Linked DNA regions of Triticum aestivum: region 2 is linked to region 1. A link is a contact called in public Hi-C data. All regions are on one chromosome and are shown on one strand. The core of a region is the stretch at or near the end of the contact, and the rest is flanking DNA. Distances in the headings are between cores, read along the strand shown. Region 1 holds the start of LOC123162751 (probable xyloglucan endotransglucosylase/hydrolase protein 26). Region 2 holds the start of LOC123161646.

Region 1 (7,368 bases), core at 3,069-5,568:
TTATTTTGCTTTCTTTTTTTATTTTGTTTGTACTTCCAAATATTATATATAAAATATATTACAAAAAACACTTTGCATAAAACATTTGGAAAAATGTTAACCAAGCGTTTGAAAAATTGTTATATGTGTATTGAAAAAATGTATCTTGTGTATGCCAAAAGTGGATACGAAACAATATACAATGTGTGTGAAAAAAATATCATGTATTTAAAAACATGTGAAACAAATGTTAACCAAGTGTTTGAAAAATGTTAAATGTGTATAGAAAAAAATCTTGTGTATACCAAAAATGTATATGAAAAAATATATAATGTGTGTGAAAAAAGTTGATCATGTATTTGCAAAATGTTAAATAAGAATTTGAAATAATGTTAAACAAGCATTTGAGCATATGTAGAGAATTTTTTTTGAACATGTATTAAAAAAAATCTTAATCTTGCATTTGATAAAATATTAATCGGGAATTTGAAAAAATGTCAAAAATATGTATAGAAAAAATATTGACCATATATTATAGAAATGTTAATTTTGTATTTGAAAAATATAAATCAAGCATTTGTAAATGTGTATAGAAAGATGTGAATATGTATTTAAAATATGTTAATCTGTATTTGAACATGATCAAGCATTTGAAAAAAGTTAAAATGTGTATAGAAAAAACTGTTGACCAGTTATCAAAATAAAGTTACTCTTGTATTTGAAAAATGTTGATCAAGTATTTGAAAACCAAGATGAAACAAAGAAAAAACATTTTAGAAACAAATAAAAACATTTTTGGCATTTTCTTCCTTTTTTTGGATAGAAAGAAGGGTACACTGGGAGGGCAAGAGGTAGTTAAAAACGGAGAAATTAGTGAGGAAACAAAGAAGAACAGTAAAAAACAAAACAAAAAAAACCTACGAACAGCAAACGAAGTGCAGCGAGCAAACTCGATTGAGAAACCTAATGCGGATAAAAAGACAAAAATGGGCTGGCACAACTGCTGCATCACAGGGGGAAATGCTTCAGCGAGACAGAAGAAACTGTTGCGTGAAGCGAGATATAGTCGCCGTGGCGAAGTTATGTCTCCATCTGGGGTATTTTTTGACAAAACTGGCCTCTTTCAGCGACTTCAAGCACGTCTGGCCCCTGGCCGAAACTAATTCCAAATTTGGCCCCTAGGGTCGGCGCCAAAGAACAAGGCGCCGAATATGCACATCTCGGCTCCAACATCTATGGCCCCGAACTAGTGGGCCCAAGAACATCACCGTAACACCGAGTGGACGGGAAACCGGCGACGTGGCGTATTCGGCGCCGAACTACAGATAGGTTTCCATCGATTCACCGTGGGGAAATTCCCCATATCCTTTTCATCGAACCTAGTCGAGCCGCCGCAGCCAGCCGAGGTAGCCGCCGTCGGCCCCGGCCAGGCGCCATACTTGTTGCTTTTGTTTCGAGACCTTTTATGTCTATGAACTAAGTATGCGTGACATTATGGTCATTTCTCTTATGTTTGGACTCTTTGTGATGATGTTTGTTAAACATTTTAGTGTTGCGCTGTATTGTGATGGCTTTTGTTGTTGAGCTATGATGTGTTGTGCTGAGATTTGAGATGTTATATATCTGCTGTTGTTATGTTTCAGGGTTGGCTACAAAATGAGTGGAGGTGATGGCCAAATTTTCTATCAGCTGGGTGCTTTGGCGCTAGTGAGATTGGCGCCGAGATTGACCAGGTCGGCGCCAGGGAACGTAGTGCCGAAATGAATAACGACGGCGCCGGGTTACGCGGCGCCTAGACCGAACACTTCAGCGCCAGCCGTCGTCCGAATCCAGGAGGCATCCAGAACGATGCAAACAAGAGCGTTGGTTTCTTCTAAGGATGACGGCACTGCTCGCTGTGGCGCCGAAGCTCGGCGCCAAGTACCATGGCGCCGCACGTTGGCGCTCAACACCTTGGCGTCGAATATGCCACGTCTCCAGTTTTGCCATCCGTTCGGCTTGACGGGCAGCTGTTGGGCCCACTAGTTCGGCACCATATAGAATAGAGCCGAGATGTGCATATACGGCGCCCTGCACTTTGGTGCCGGCCAGATTTGCTATTAGTTTCGGCCAGGGGCCAGACGTGCTTGAAGTTGTTGTAAGGGGCCAGATTTGTCAAAAAATACCCATCTGGGCGAGAAATAGCTATGGCGCTCAATGTAGGCAGTAGTGTGGCATCGCCCTTGCCACTGCTGAAACATTTTCCCCAAATGCAGCCTGAAACATTTTCAGACAATAATTCAGAGATGAGCCTGAAACATTTTCCCCAGTAATTCAGAGATGAGCCTAGGCTCACATCTATTCTAGCTGAATAGTAAATAAAAAAACGACACTGACTTTTCTTAGAAAAAGCTGAAATATTTAGGCATCCAACACTTGTTGCGTTAGGAGCGTGCAGATGTTTGTGGTCAAATGACATCCGAGGAGCTCGTGTCAACAAGAAAAAAGGTCTGTACAGTGCTCTTTTTCAAAGTTTCCCCGGCAGTCAGTTCTCTTTAAAAAGGTAAAAAAGTAATGTCTATAAATATTGATTAGAATCTCACTCAAATCCTATACATGTAAATTTTCATAAAATAATATAGTTTAAGTTTAAAAACTGTGCTACAAAGCTATCCCATTTCTCATTTTCAGCTAGGTCGCACATGGCCATACCATTTTGTGAACATTTATATGGATAAGTTTCTATGGAATACGTAGCTATCTAGTACATCAGCATTGATTTTAGTAGCGGCGATCATTTCATTTAAGAAAGACACACCATTTACAACTATCTGATCCCAACAGGAAGAACTTTATATTCGAGAGAAGGCAACATCCTCTTTGGATCATTATAAATCATTGATCAGGCCAAAACAGAATGCACGTAGTAATCTCGCAAGAAACAATCATCAACAGAAAAGAATAAACATATCAGGAGATTCGACGCGACGCCCCTCAAACATCCAAGGGAACAAAATGGGAGGAGTACGTGCGCGCATCGTATCATCGATCATATGGTTGTATCACTTGATTTTCTCATCAGTACTGTTCCATGTCGCACTCGGGCGGCACGGGGCCCTTGCCGCCGTCCCTGGCTTTGGCGCAGTAGTCGTAGATGGTGTAGCCGAGCTGCACGGCCCTGAGCTTGCGCATCTGCTCCTTGGTGAGCTGGGACGGCTCCGGCGGGGTGTCCTTGTTGCATCTGGCGGCGCATTCGGCGTCGGCGCCTGAGCACTCGCAGACGTCGAGGCCCATGTTGTTGTACTCGGCGACGAAGGGCGCCTTGGTCCAGTCCGTCTTGACGCGGCCGCCCTGCGTGGCCCAGTCGTCCGCCGACCAGATGCTGGAGAAGCCGTACATCGGCCGCTTCGTCGGGAACGGCACGCCCTTGCTCGCGTAGTTGCGGAACACGCGGATAGGGATACTGTCCACAAACCACCTGCCGATCCATGGAAGTCAGCCTCCGTTGATTCTGCATATAATCAGGCAGCAGAGGTACAAGGATGCATGCATGGGCTGCTTACACGATCATGGAGGGGTTCCATAAGATGGTGTAGTTGTGGAAGTCGTCGGTGGGGTCGAACCAGGGGTAGAACTGCACCTCCTTGGCGCCCACGCCGTCGGCGAACACGTTGGTGTGGATGGTGTAGGGCTGGCCCGTCTCGTTGCCCAGGAACTCGAAGTCGATCTCGTCGTGGTCGTCGCCCACCGACGACGTCTGTCCATCGTCATTAGTTTCACATGATCAGTTAGCCGTCAAATGTAGTCCGTCAGATAGTCTCAGATGAGTCGTTAAGCTGACGTACGTAGTAGGTGGTGACGGTGCCAGCCGAGTTGCCCTTGACCAGCTTGATCAAGGTGGAGATGCTGCCGTAGATGAACGTCTTCTTGGTCCGGAGCATACTGCCTGATGAAACCCACAATCCAAAACAGCAATGATCATCGGGATCGCCATGCACGTACGGAATGGAATTCAGCAAGCAAAAGAGCATTTTTTTTTTCGAGAGTACGTCAAAAGCGTACGGAACGTAATTCAGCAAGCAAAAGAGCATTTTGACATGTAAAAAGTTGCTGAGAGATTCGATGTGTGTTACCTGAAATGTTGCTGACGAGGGAGAGCGTGAGGTGCTCCCCTCCGTCCGTCATCGCGGCGTTCTGCGGCTCCCACGTGATGTCGCACAGGTCGGCGAAGTTGGCGCTGACGCGCCCGAGCCTGAGCACCGCCGCGAAGGCCACAACGGCGAGGAGAGCCCGCATCGACATCCCCATCTCCTCCTTGCCTGTGGACAGCCAACTGATGCGTGCGTGCGTGCGATCGACGACTTCGAGCTGGTAGAGAATTCAGAGGGGCGCCGGTCCAGCTTATATAAGATGATGAGAACTTCCATTTCCAGTTCAGAGAGGGGAGGTTCTGGTGCGCATGTAGGCACGTAGAAATGAATAATGGTCTGTGTAGCCCCGACGGATTCTGCCAGCTTGCCCGACGTCTGAATGATTTGACTAATGGAATCTTCTGGTTGATGATCTAATAAGGAATGGTTCTTGGCAGAGGGTTTAGTAGTGCTCCGCATGACCAATGCCGTTGTCCTTCATCGACGGGCCTGCACGCGGCGACTGCTGCTATAGTGCTCGCCATCACCTCCGGCATGCGTATGTGTCACTAGGTCAATGGCCAACGGCGTTCGCCATTTGTCAAACGAGGACATTTTGGGCAAATGTTTGCTTCAGTGTTTCATTAAGTAGTATTGCTGCAGTTGAAATAATCTTGTGCTCATTTGATTGGAAAATAGTACTCCCTCCGACCCATATTACTTGTCGCAGACTTAGTGTAACTTTGTAACATGGATCGGAGGAAGTAGAAGAAGTTGCTGGTCTGATAGTGACGTGCGAGATTTTCTAGCGTCATATTACTGTCCAGCACTACTGCACTGGATACAAGTCGGCAAGTTGTTCTGAGTCCAAATGGTGAGAAAATCGACCAATTTGACTTTTAAATATGAAGTCTGAATTTTATCATATGGTCTTCGCTAACTGTCTGTATTTTCCTTCTGCAAGTCATGATCTTCTGACCAGTTCTCTGCTAACAGTTTCTATTTTCTTTTGGCTCTCCGTGGGCCTTTCGCTTTTTGTTTGTTTTAGGTCTGTATAAGGCCTTCTGTGCGCAGAGAATAAATTAGTTTTTCCTTAAGTATCAGTGCTTAATTAGACCCTTCACTATAGAGATAACAGTGATGCTTAAAAAAAAATATTTTATTTTAAAAGTAAATACACTGATGATGCTTGAACTTATTAAGGATGTTCGCTTTAGTGTCTGAACTAAAAAAAATACGCCAAACAAGTTCTAAAACTTGATACGCTACTAGAAATAACATGAAAAATCGAACAAGCAACCTGACGATTGCGCGCTGCTCCCGCTAGCCACTTCAACAATCGATGACAGAAACGGCCCCAGAGCTTAATGTATTTTAACCTAAACTCTTCTGTCCATAAATGAGCTGCAGCCACTGCCCATTTTGCACATGTTATTTTTTTAAGTAAAAAGTACGTACATTTTTTGATAAAGGGTGAATTTTATTGGCTCAAATGAAGCATCGAGATGGTACGATATAAGCACACATCCGACCTCTGCATAATTAGGATGCACACAGCTAATTCAACACACACACATAAACATGCCAACAACTAGCAAGGTCACAAGACCAAAAGCTATGCATAGGCATGAAAAAAAGAAAAAGAAAAAGTAAAAAGCTCCAAAGAGATCAGATCAGCAATCGACAAACTACAACTGAGACCATATCCGCACCAACCATTGACATCACATGGAGGCCGATGATCTTCAACAGCAACGCCTTTAGAAAGGAAGCGACACTTAAGCGCCGCAGTCACCGGATCCAACCACAAAGGCCAGAATCAAAGTTTTCACCCTGAATAATAGCCTGAACATATCCGAGCAATGCCTCCAACAAGGTAACGACATAGAAAACATCGTCATTGCCAGGTATGACCACTCGGGTCTGACCTTAGGCTTTCGCCCCAGAGCTCGAGACCAGGTGCTCACAGCACCACCATCAAAGCCACGCATGTGTTGCCGCTACAATTTGACCGCTGCCACTCCACCAAACATCCCTGTGCGTGATACATCCATTTTGCACCATGCTTTTATATCGATATTTATTGCATTATGGGCTGTTATTACACGTTATGTCACAATACTTATGGCTATTCTCTCTTATTTTACAAGGTTTATCATGAAGAGGGAGAATGTCGGCGGCTGGGATTCTAGCTGGAAAAGGAGCAAATATTGGAAACCTATTCTGCACAGCTCCAAAAGTCTCGAAACTCCACGAAAATCATTTTTGGAACTAATAAGAATTATTGAGCAAAGAAAGTACCAGAGGAGGGCCCACACCCTGGCCACGAGGGTGGGGGGCGTGCCCCCTGTCTCGTGGGCCTTCTGGTGACCCTCCGGTGCCAATCTTCTGCTATATGAAGCCTCTTACCCTGGAAAAAAATTATATGCAAGCTTACGGGACGAAACTCCGCCGCCACGAGGCGGAACCTTGGCGGAACCAATCTAGGGCTCCGGTGGAGCTGTTCTGCCGAGGAAACTTCCCTCCGGGAGGGGGAAATCATCATCATCGTCATCACCAATGATCCTCTCATCAAGAGGGGGTTAATCTCCATCAACATCTTCACCAGCACCATCTCCTCTCAAATCCTTGTTCATCTCTTGTATCCAATCTTGTATCCAAAACCACAAATTGATACCTGTGGGTTGCTAGTAGTGTTGATTACTCCTTGTAGTTGATGCTAATTGGTTTATTTGGTGGAAGATCATATGTTCGGATCCTTAATGCATATTAATACTCCTCTGATCATGAACATGAATATGCTTTGTGAGTAGTTACGTTTGTTCCTGAGGATATGGGTGAAGTCTTGCTATTAGTAGTCATGTGAATTTGGTATTCATTTGATATTTTGATGAGATGTATGTTGTCTCTCCTCTAGTGGTGTTATGTGAAGGTCGACTACATGACACTTCATCATTATTTGGGCCTAGAGGAAGGCATTGGGAAGTAATAAGTAGATGATGGGTTGCTAGAGTGACAGAAGCTTAAACCCTAGTTTATGCCTTGCTTCGTAAGGGGCTGATTTGGATCCACTAGTTTCATGTTATGGTTAGGTTTACCTTAATACTTCTTTTGTAGTTGTGAATGCTTGCAATAGGGGTTAATCATAAGTGGGATACTTGTCCAAGAAAGGGCAGTACCCAAGCACCGGCCCACCCACATATCAAATTATCAAATTAACGAACGCGAATCATATGAGCGTGATGAAGCTAGCTTGACGATAATTCCCATGTGTCCTCGG
Region 2 (7,368 bases), core at 1,726-4,225, 150 kb before region 1:
CGGGTAATATAATAGCATGGAACAATCAAAAATTATAGATACTTTGGAGACGTATCAACAAACCCTTTAACACGTCGGGTTGCGAGTATTTGTTATTTGTGTGCAGGTGCTGTTTACGTGGTGTGAGGAGGTTCTCGTAGTGGTTCGATAACATTGGTCTCATCACTGAAGGAAATACCTACCGTCACTATACTGCATCATCCCTTCCTCTTTGGGGAAATACCGACGTAATTCTAGCAGACATCAGTCGTTGTTCCAGCCAGCGATGTTTTTTATACTTTTCTATAACAAAGGCTTTGCTGCAAAAGTCCACCCGCAACATTGTCTTTATTGCAGAAAATTCTCGATTCACACCGCACATGACAACATCGTTTTCAGTGAAAAATCTGCAAATTATTCATGTTGCAAAAGTTCTCCCGCAAAACAGTACCATTTATGTTGCAAAATAAAGATGAAAAAAAATATCTGCAACACAATCTTTGTTGAAAATGTTTCTGTAATGACATTTGCAACTGTTGCAAATGCTCTGCAACACCAAGTTTGATGCAACGAAGAGGATAGTGTTGAGCCGCCAGATAACATCTGATCTAACGTCCACGGACGTGGCAGGTCTTTTAAAAAGAATCAGCCAAACGCAACTCACTGAATCTGCCGTCGCTACCCCCCACCCCCCACGACAAAGATTGAAGAGCATTATTTCTTCATGCTCAACACCAACCATTAAGAGCAACTCCAACGGGCCGACCCAAATGGATGTTGCATTTGTCTGCTTATTGTCCGTTTGGGTCGGCCGCCCGCTCGGCGTCCACCCCATTTTGCATTTGGGTCGGCAGTGCGCCCAACGCACCGACCCATTTCATGTCCGCATTCAACTTTTAAAAATAGGCCCGCGGGCGATCATGCCAGCGGCCATGTCTCATGCCGGCATACAATGCCGGCTTCAGAAAATATCACCATAGTTCATGCTGGCGCACTCGTCAGCCGGCCGGCACACATGCCAGCACACAAAAAAGGTGGGACTTGAGTTCGATCACGCCATCGCGGCTCCCGTGGTCATGCCGGCACACCTGCCGGCATACAAAAAAGATGGCGCTCGCCACCATAGATCACTCGTCATCGAACTTGAGCATGACGGCCTGCATCTTCTCGAACCACGACCTCTTCCTTGCGACACGGTGTTGAGATCCACCTTCATGATCTCCACCCCGGTCATCATATTCGCGAGAGCCACTTCTTTCGCCTTGGTCTTGGCGTTGGCAGCCTCGATCTCTATCATCTTGGCTTGCTTCTCCGCCTTTAACTCAAACATCTTGGCTTGCTTCTCGGCGTCCAGCTCCAGCCTCCTCTTTTGGATCTCCATGAAAGCGTCCATTTGCTCCGCCTTGAAACGCCGACGCTCCTTCTCCCTTGAGTCCTTCTTATTCATCATGCCGTCCATGCCTGCGATCAAGGCGTTGGTGGCCGCATCTCGCTTGTCCTCCTTCTTGGAGTTGGTCTTCTCCCGCGGCCGTGTCGGCTCGCCCTTCCCAACATCCTCCACGGCTTTCTTCCCCCCACGCGACTTGAGTGCGGCATATTGCGTCTTGAACTTCTCCTCGTCCTTGATGACCCGATAACAATGGGAGAGGTTGAAGCACTTGCCATTGTGTTGAACCTTGAATGCCTCCAAAGCTTGAAATGCCTACAAAATGTTTCCATGCAAGCATATGTGCAAGTGATATGCAAATGAACACGCAAAGGATGAACTTGATGACACAAAAGAGGGCGGCTTGCTAGCATACCATGTCTTGCATGCCGATGCCGCTCACGGGGCGGGCCTTGACGCTCTCAAGAGTGGCGCAAAACTTGTTGCACTCTTGTTGGATCACCCTCCATCGCTTGGATATAGAGACCCACCCACGCGTGCTCATAAATTGTTAAGGCGAAAACTTCTTGCGCTCATGAAACTTTCGGTGGACAAGAATCCAAAAGGTTGAATGCTTTAGCTCGGCGACCGTCTTGGGGTCTTGTCCAATGTCTCGCCAAAACTCGCAAAGAAGTTTGTCCTCGTCCGCCATGTACGCCTTCGTGCGCTTGCTCTTGCGCTTCGGCTTAGGACCGGCGGCTTGGTTGCGAGCTCGTCCTCGAACAAAGGCTCCACTTCGATGTCACACTCGTCCTCTTCCTCTAGCCCGTAGTCGTTCGGAAACTCGTGGTCGTCCTTCTTTGGCTTGGTCATGGCGGCCGTCTTGCGAGGGGCACGAGGCTTGCCTTTCCCGGAGCCGGTGGCGGCGCTGGACGAGGCGAGGGAGGCGAGGCCGGCGGCGGCGTCGAGGTCGACGGCGTCGTCCATGGCTGGTTGGGGTGGGAGCGCGCGCATGCGGGAGTTTTTTTTGAAAAAATGAGGGGAAATGGTGGTGACTGCCACCGACCGGCGGGGCCGGGGAGAGGAATAGGCGCGCGCGCGTCCGTCTCGTGTCCGCGCCGACGCAAATCCGGCTCAAAAATGGATCGCCATGCGGACGCCAAGCGAACACGCGTCCGTTTGGATCGACGCGTTGGACCGTCTTTTCTGTCCGCGCCGACCCAAACGGACGGCGGCGGACGAAATGGGTCGTCCCATTGGAGTTGCTCTAAGAGCAAAGAAATTATTAACCGGGGCGCCGTCCATTCACGATCAAATTATTAAGAAAGTTCAGCTCTTCTCGACCGATGGCGGTGTCCATTCGCTATCAACGAAAGTTCAGCCCTTCTCGATCAACCGAAGAAAGGAACCCCAGGTCTCGCCGTCTCGGCTGCAAATAGTCCATGTTCTGGAACAGATGACGAGCCTGGACCAGCGACCTTCCTGGGCAGGCCGTGGTCGTCGTCAAGTCTGATCGATCTCACGTCAAATCTGACTGCTTCTATTCTTCCACGCGGGTGCATGCCACATTAATGGTCCGTCCGGCGGCTATGGGTCACTAGTTAATTAGCTTCCATACATAAGTTCGTGTCCCTCATCGTCCTCGTGCACCAAGCTCGATCCGGGCACAAGACGAAACCACACGTACGTACAGCTCGATCCGGCCGGGCCGGGACGGCGAAATGGGTCGTACCAACAGGTCGGCCCTCGCGCTGGCGTGCCTGCTGGCCCTGCTGCTAGTGCAGCTACCTCGAGGAGCCCGTGCAGTAGATGGGGATCTGTGCGGCAAGGTGAAGTGCGGCATGGGGAGCTGCGGCGAGTCTGGCGACTACATGTTCGGGTTCGCGTGCCGCTGCAACCCGGGGTGGAGCCGGTACCATCTCGGCGACGTGGACTTCCCCTTCCTCCCCTGCGCCATACCAAACTGTACGTACACCCTGCACGCCAGTTTTCTTGATGATGGATCAATAAGAATCGACCGCCGTAATTCGTCTGGGCAGGCACCATCAACTACTCGTGCCAGGACGGCTCGTCTCCTCCGGCTCCGTCACCGCCGCCGCCAGCAGCGCCACCGCTGACAAACCTCTCAGTCTACGACCGTAATTAATCACCACCTCAGATGATCGCGAAAGAGTTTCTGTTTATCCATTCAAGCATTCGCCACTGAGTCCTGCCTTCCAATGGCGCAGCTTGCTTGATGCAGTACTGCGGGGGCGGCACCTGCGAGAAGGTGGAGTCCTCGGCGTTCGCGCACAGGTGCGCCTGCCCCGACGGCTTCAGGAACCTCCTCGACGACGACGCCTACCCCTGCTACCGCCAGTGTGAGTGACTCAACAGCATGTCGTGACTGAGGTATGAGTATGAGTATGACTAGGCTAACGCTGCCTCGCCGGCGGTTTGGTGTTTCCACCGTGCAGGTTCTCTGGGATCAGGCTGCTCAGACCTCGGGATCGGCATAATCAACGGGTCCGACCCGAGCACGTCGCCGCCAGCACCCGTCTCCTTCACCGTCCAGAAGAGCGGCGCTGCAGGCGGTTCAGCACCACCGGCGCACGGGCTGCTGGGGCTCCTCATACTGATTACCTTCTTCTGGGTCCAGAGTCCAGACAGTTTTGTGAAAGTAAACCAAGTGTGTGGCGTTTGATTGGGAGCCATATTGTCCCAGTTTTCATATACGATGAGTATACATTTTGTGTTGGTGTTTGCAGAAATAAAATCCAACAGAACAGATGAAGTGTTGATGAAGTGTTGCAATTTTGTGTTGGTGTTTGCAGAAATAAAATCCAACAGAACAGATGAAGTGTTGATGAAGTGTTGCCTTCTAAAGTTCTGTTGCCCGCTGGAGGGTGTAGAAATACATGCTCTAGCCAACGCAACCAAAAAATTAATCTGTTGGAAGAGACTAGGCAGCACATTATACGTCAACACTTTCCCTCACGTGTGGCTCCCTCAAACCTAAACGTGGATCGAAAGTGCGCTGCAATTTTAATTGCGCCAGCCGGGTCTTGAACTCAAGACCTCTTGGCTGTGATACCATGTACTCCTTCCGTTCCTAAATATTTGTCTTTCTAGAAATTTCAACAAGTAACTACATGCGAAGCAAAACGAGTGAATCTACACTCTTAAATATGTCTATATACATTCGTATGTCGTAGTCCATTTGAAATCTCTAGAAAGACAAATATTTAGGAACGGAGGGAGTAGAAGGGAAAGAATAGGCTGTGCAACACAATGCATTGATCGGTGCATCAGGCACATATATATGAATACAGAAGGGGGCCACAACCTCAACTATACGGAGGAACTAGGAGATGGGCCGAAGACACAATATACACGTATACAATATATTCAACAGATGGGAATACAAAACACTTATAGAGAAATTCAGGGGGGGGGGGGGGTGAAATAGAGAAACAACGCGGAGACAAAGGAAGAAGGGAGAAGAAACGACGACTGGTATCGACATGAACGTGCATACAAACGCGTGCAATGCCACCGGTGTTTGGAAGATCCGTTCGTGTATAGACTTATGTCGAGACAACCATATGGCCTATAGTGTGGCCATCATCTTCACAAACTGTTCATGTGATAATGTCTCAAAAAGAGAGAAGAGCCATTGTCATGCATTTGGTTCCGTCATAGCAACCAAACGTTGTCCCAGTTCCTCATCAACCAACGCCAATGAATACCTTGATGTCGTCCATTCCAGTAGCGAGTGCCTCCAAGAGTCAGGCGAGCCGCGGAGGCCGCACAAACTCGTCGATGACATGTGTCTGTGGGCTCTCACATCTTCGGTCGGAGGTGATTGTTTCGGTAGCCTCCATAAAACCATTTTGATTTTCCCTGGTACCTGAGTTTTCCATAATGATTTTCACGCTCCTTGTCCATTCGTGCCTGAGGAGCCGCCCGAACCATCAAGCCACGCCTCTCTTCTTTGTCTGGTCTCAACTAGCATTCTATAGGCAGATTTGACCGTGAACATGCCATTCTTTTTAAATTTGATGAGATGGATCGAATGAATCGAAGCTGGCTGCCTAGGGGCGCGAAGACTATTTCTCGCATTCAGCGAGCCCGAAGTTTTCTCTTGCTGAAGCGTTTCCTCTTTGTCTGGTCTCAACTAGCATTCTATGTCAGATTTGACCGTGAACATGCCATTCTTTTTAAATTTGATGAGATGGATTGAATAAATCAAAGTTGGCTGCCTAGGAGCGCGAAGACTATTTCTCGCATTCAGCGAGCCCGGAGTTTTCTCTTGCTGAAGCGTTTCCACTAATCGGGCCGGCCCACTAGCGCCATAGAGAAATAGAAAAAATACCGAACATGGGTTGTTTCGATACTGCGTAGAGATGCTAGCCATTGCGCCACTTCTGACTCCATTCACATAGGAGTCGCATTTTACTTGATGTAAAGACCACAAGTTTTTTTTTATTTCTCTGTTTTTTCCTTTTTACGTTTCTTCCGTTCTTTGTTTGCTTTCTTATGTTTATCTGGATTACTTTCTTTTCGTTATTACAATTTGTTTTTCTTTTGGTTTCTCCTTGTTTATTCATGGTTTTTTCATTCTACATTCTTTCTTTCGTTCTTAGTATTTTTCTTCGAGTTTCTTTTTGTTTTTCATTCTATATTCTCATATACATGATCAACACTTTTCCAAATACTTGTTCAACATTTTTCCAATACTTGTACAATATTTTTCAAATACTTATTCAATTTTTTTTCAAATACTTGTTCAACTTTTCTTATACGTGATCAACATTTTTTCAAATACTTGTTCAACATTTTTTTTCAAATACTCTGTCAATATTTTTCAAATACTTGTTCAACAGTTTTCAAATACTTGTTCAATATTTTATGTACATGATCGACAATATTTTCAAATACTTTTTCAATTTTTTAAAAAAGAAATACTTTCTCAACCTTTATATATATATGATCAACATTTTTTGAAAAACTTGTTCAACATTTTTTTTAAATACTTGTTCAATATTTTCAAATACTTTTTCAAATACTTTTTCAACCTTTTTTATTACTTATTCAACATTGTCAAATACTTGCTCAACAATTTTAATACTTATTCAACATTTTCAAATAATTTTTCAAATACTCGTTCAACAATTTTTAGCGCTTATTCAATATGTGTCAAATACTTTTGGAGATTATATATATATATATATATATATGTGTGTGTGTGTATGTGTGTGTGTGTGTGTGTGTGTGTGTGTGTGTGTGTGTGTGTGTGTGTGTGTGTGTGTGTGTGTGTCTATAATTATAAAGAAAAGTACAAAAATAAAGCAAAAAACGAGAACAAAGAACAGAAAAAAAAAATAACAGGTCGTGGCCACCCGCTCGGTTGGCCCGGCCCATCTAGGCTCCCCCAGACGCGAGGCATCCCCCTGTGCTGGCTTAAGAATTAGGGGTTCCCGCCTATGCCCCCCTCACGATTCACGTACTAAGCTAGCTGATTGAGCTATGGACTTTAAAGCCTTTTTTTAACTCCTTGGTGGTTCCATTTTTAAGCAAGTAAATGATGGGCTATATAGTTTACCTAGTACGAAGGACGCACAAAGTCGCCCCCCCCCCCCCTGTCATGCTTGGCTCTAGGCTGTCGCCCTTCCTGCCCCGGCCAAGGGTACCCTGGATTCAATGTTCCATCTAGAGTTGTGACTACTTATAGATGGTCTGCAGTTGGACACATACACGACTCAGCGGTTAGAAATTAAAACTGACCCCCACATCACCTTCCCAGGGGCACACGGAAGGCGACATAGGGCAATTACCATCGCCACTGCTTGCCTGCTCCATCTTTTCCTCCCTTCTCGCCACTAGGCAAAGCCCCATGCAGCGGTAGGCGTCCCTTCGTCCTCTTCCCTCTCCCCCTAGAACCAGACCCGAGCATGATACACCACCATTCATGAGGTCCTCCCATTGTGCCAGTTGGTGGCTACCGGCCCAGGGGTGGGTGGTCAGGGCCGTCATGAGGGTGC

What was found. Hi-C and Micro-C count contacts between places; a contact is called where the count stands out from the background.
Region 2: a contact with region 1 is called in a Hi-C map of leaf, with 2.3 times the contacts expected there. The contact joins the promoter of LOC123161646 here to the promoter of LOC123162751 in region 1. A contact is called at or near these places in 2 of 5 Hi-C or Micro-C datasets (both in leaf).

What each region holds. Positions count from the first base shown.
Region 1 is chr7B:455,958,557-455,965,924 of IWGSC CS RefSeq v2.1, reverse strand. LOC123162751 (probable xyloglucan endotransglucosylase/hydrolase protein 26) reads right to left here and starts at 4,318. Exons shown (of 4, transcript XM_044580516.1): 1 at 4,092-4,318; 2 at 3,804-3,904; 3 at 3,522-3,715; 4 at 2,816-3,436. The coding sequence starts at 4,266. The coding sequence ends at 3,037.
Region 2 is chr7B:456,107,592-456,114,959 of IWGSC CS RefSeq v2.1, reverse strand. LOC123161646 reads left to right here and starts at 2,975. Exons shown (of 4, transcript XM_044579457.1): 1 at 2,975-3,310; 2 at 3,385-3,483; 3 at 3,574-3,705; 4 at 3,802-4,181. The coding sequence starts at 3,067. The coding sequence ends at 4,028. It also overlaps the pseudogene LOC123158051.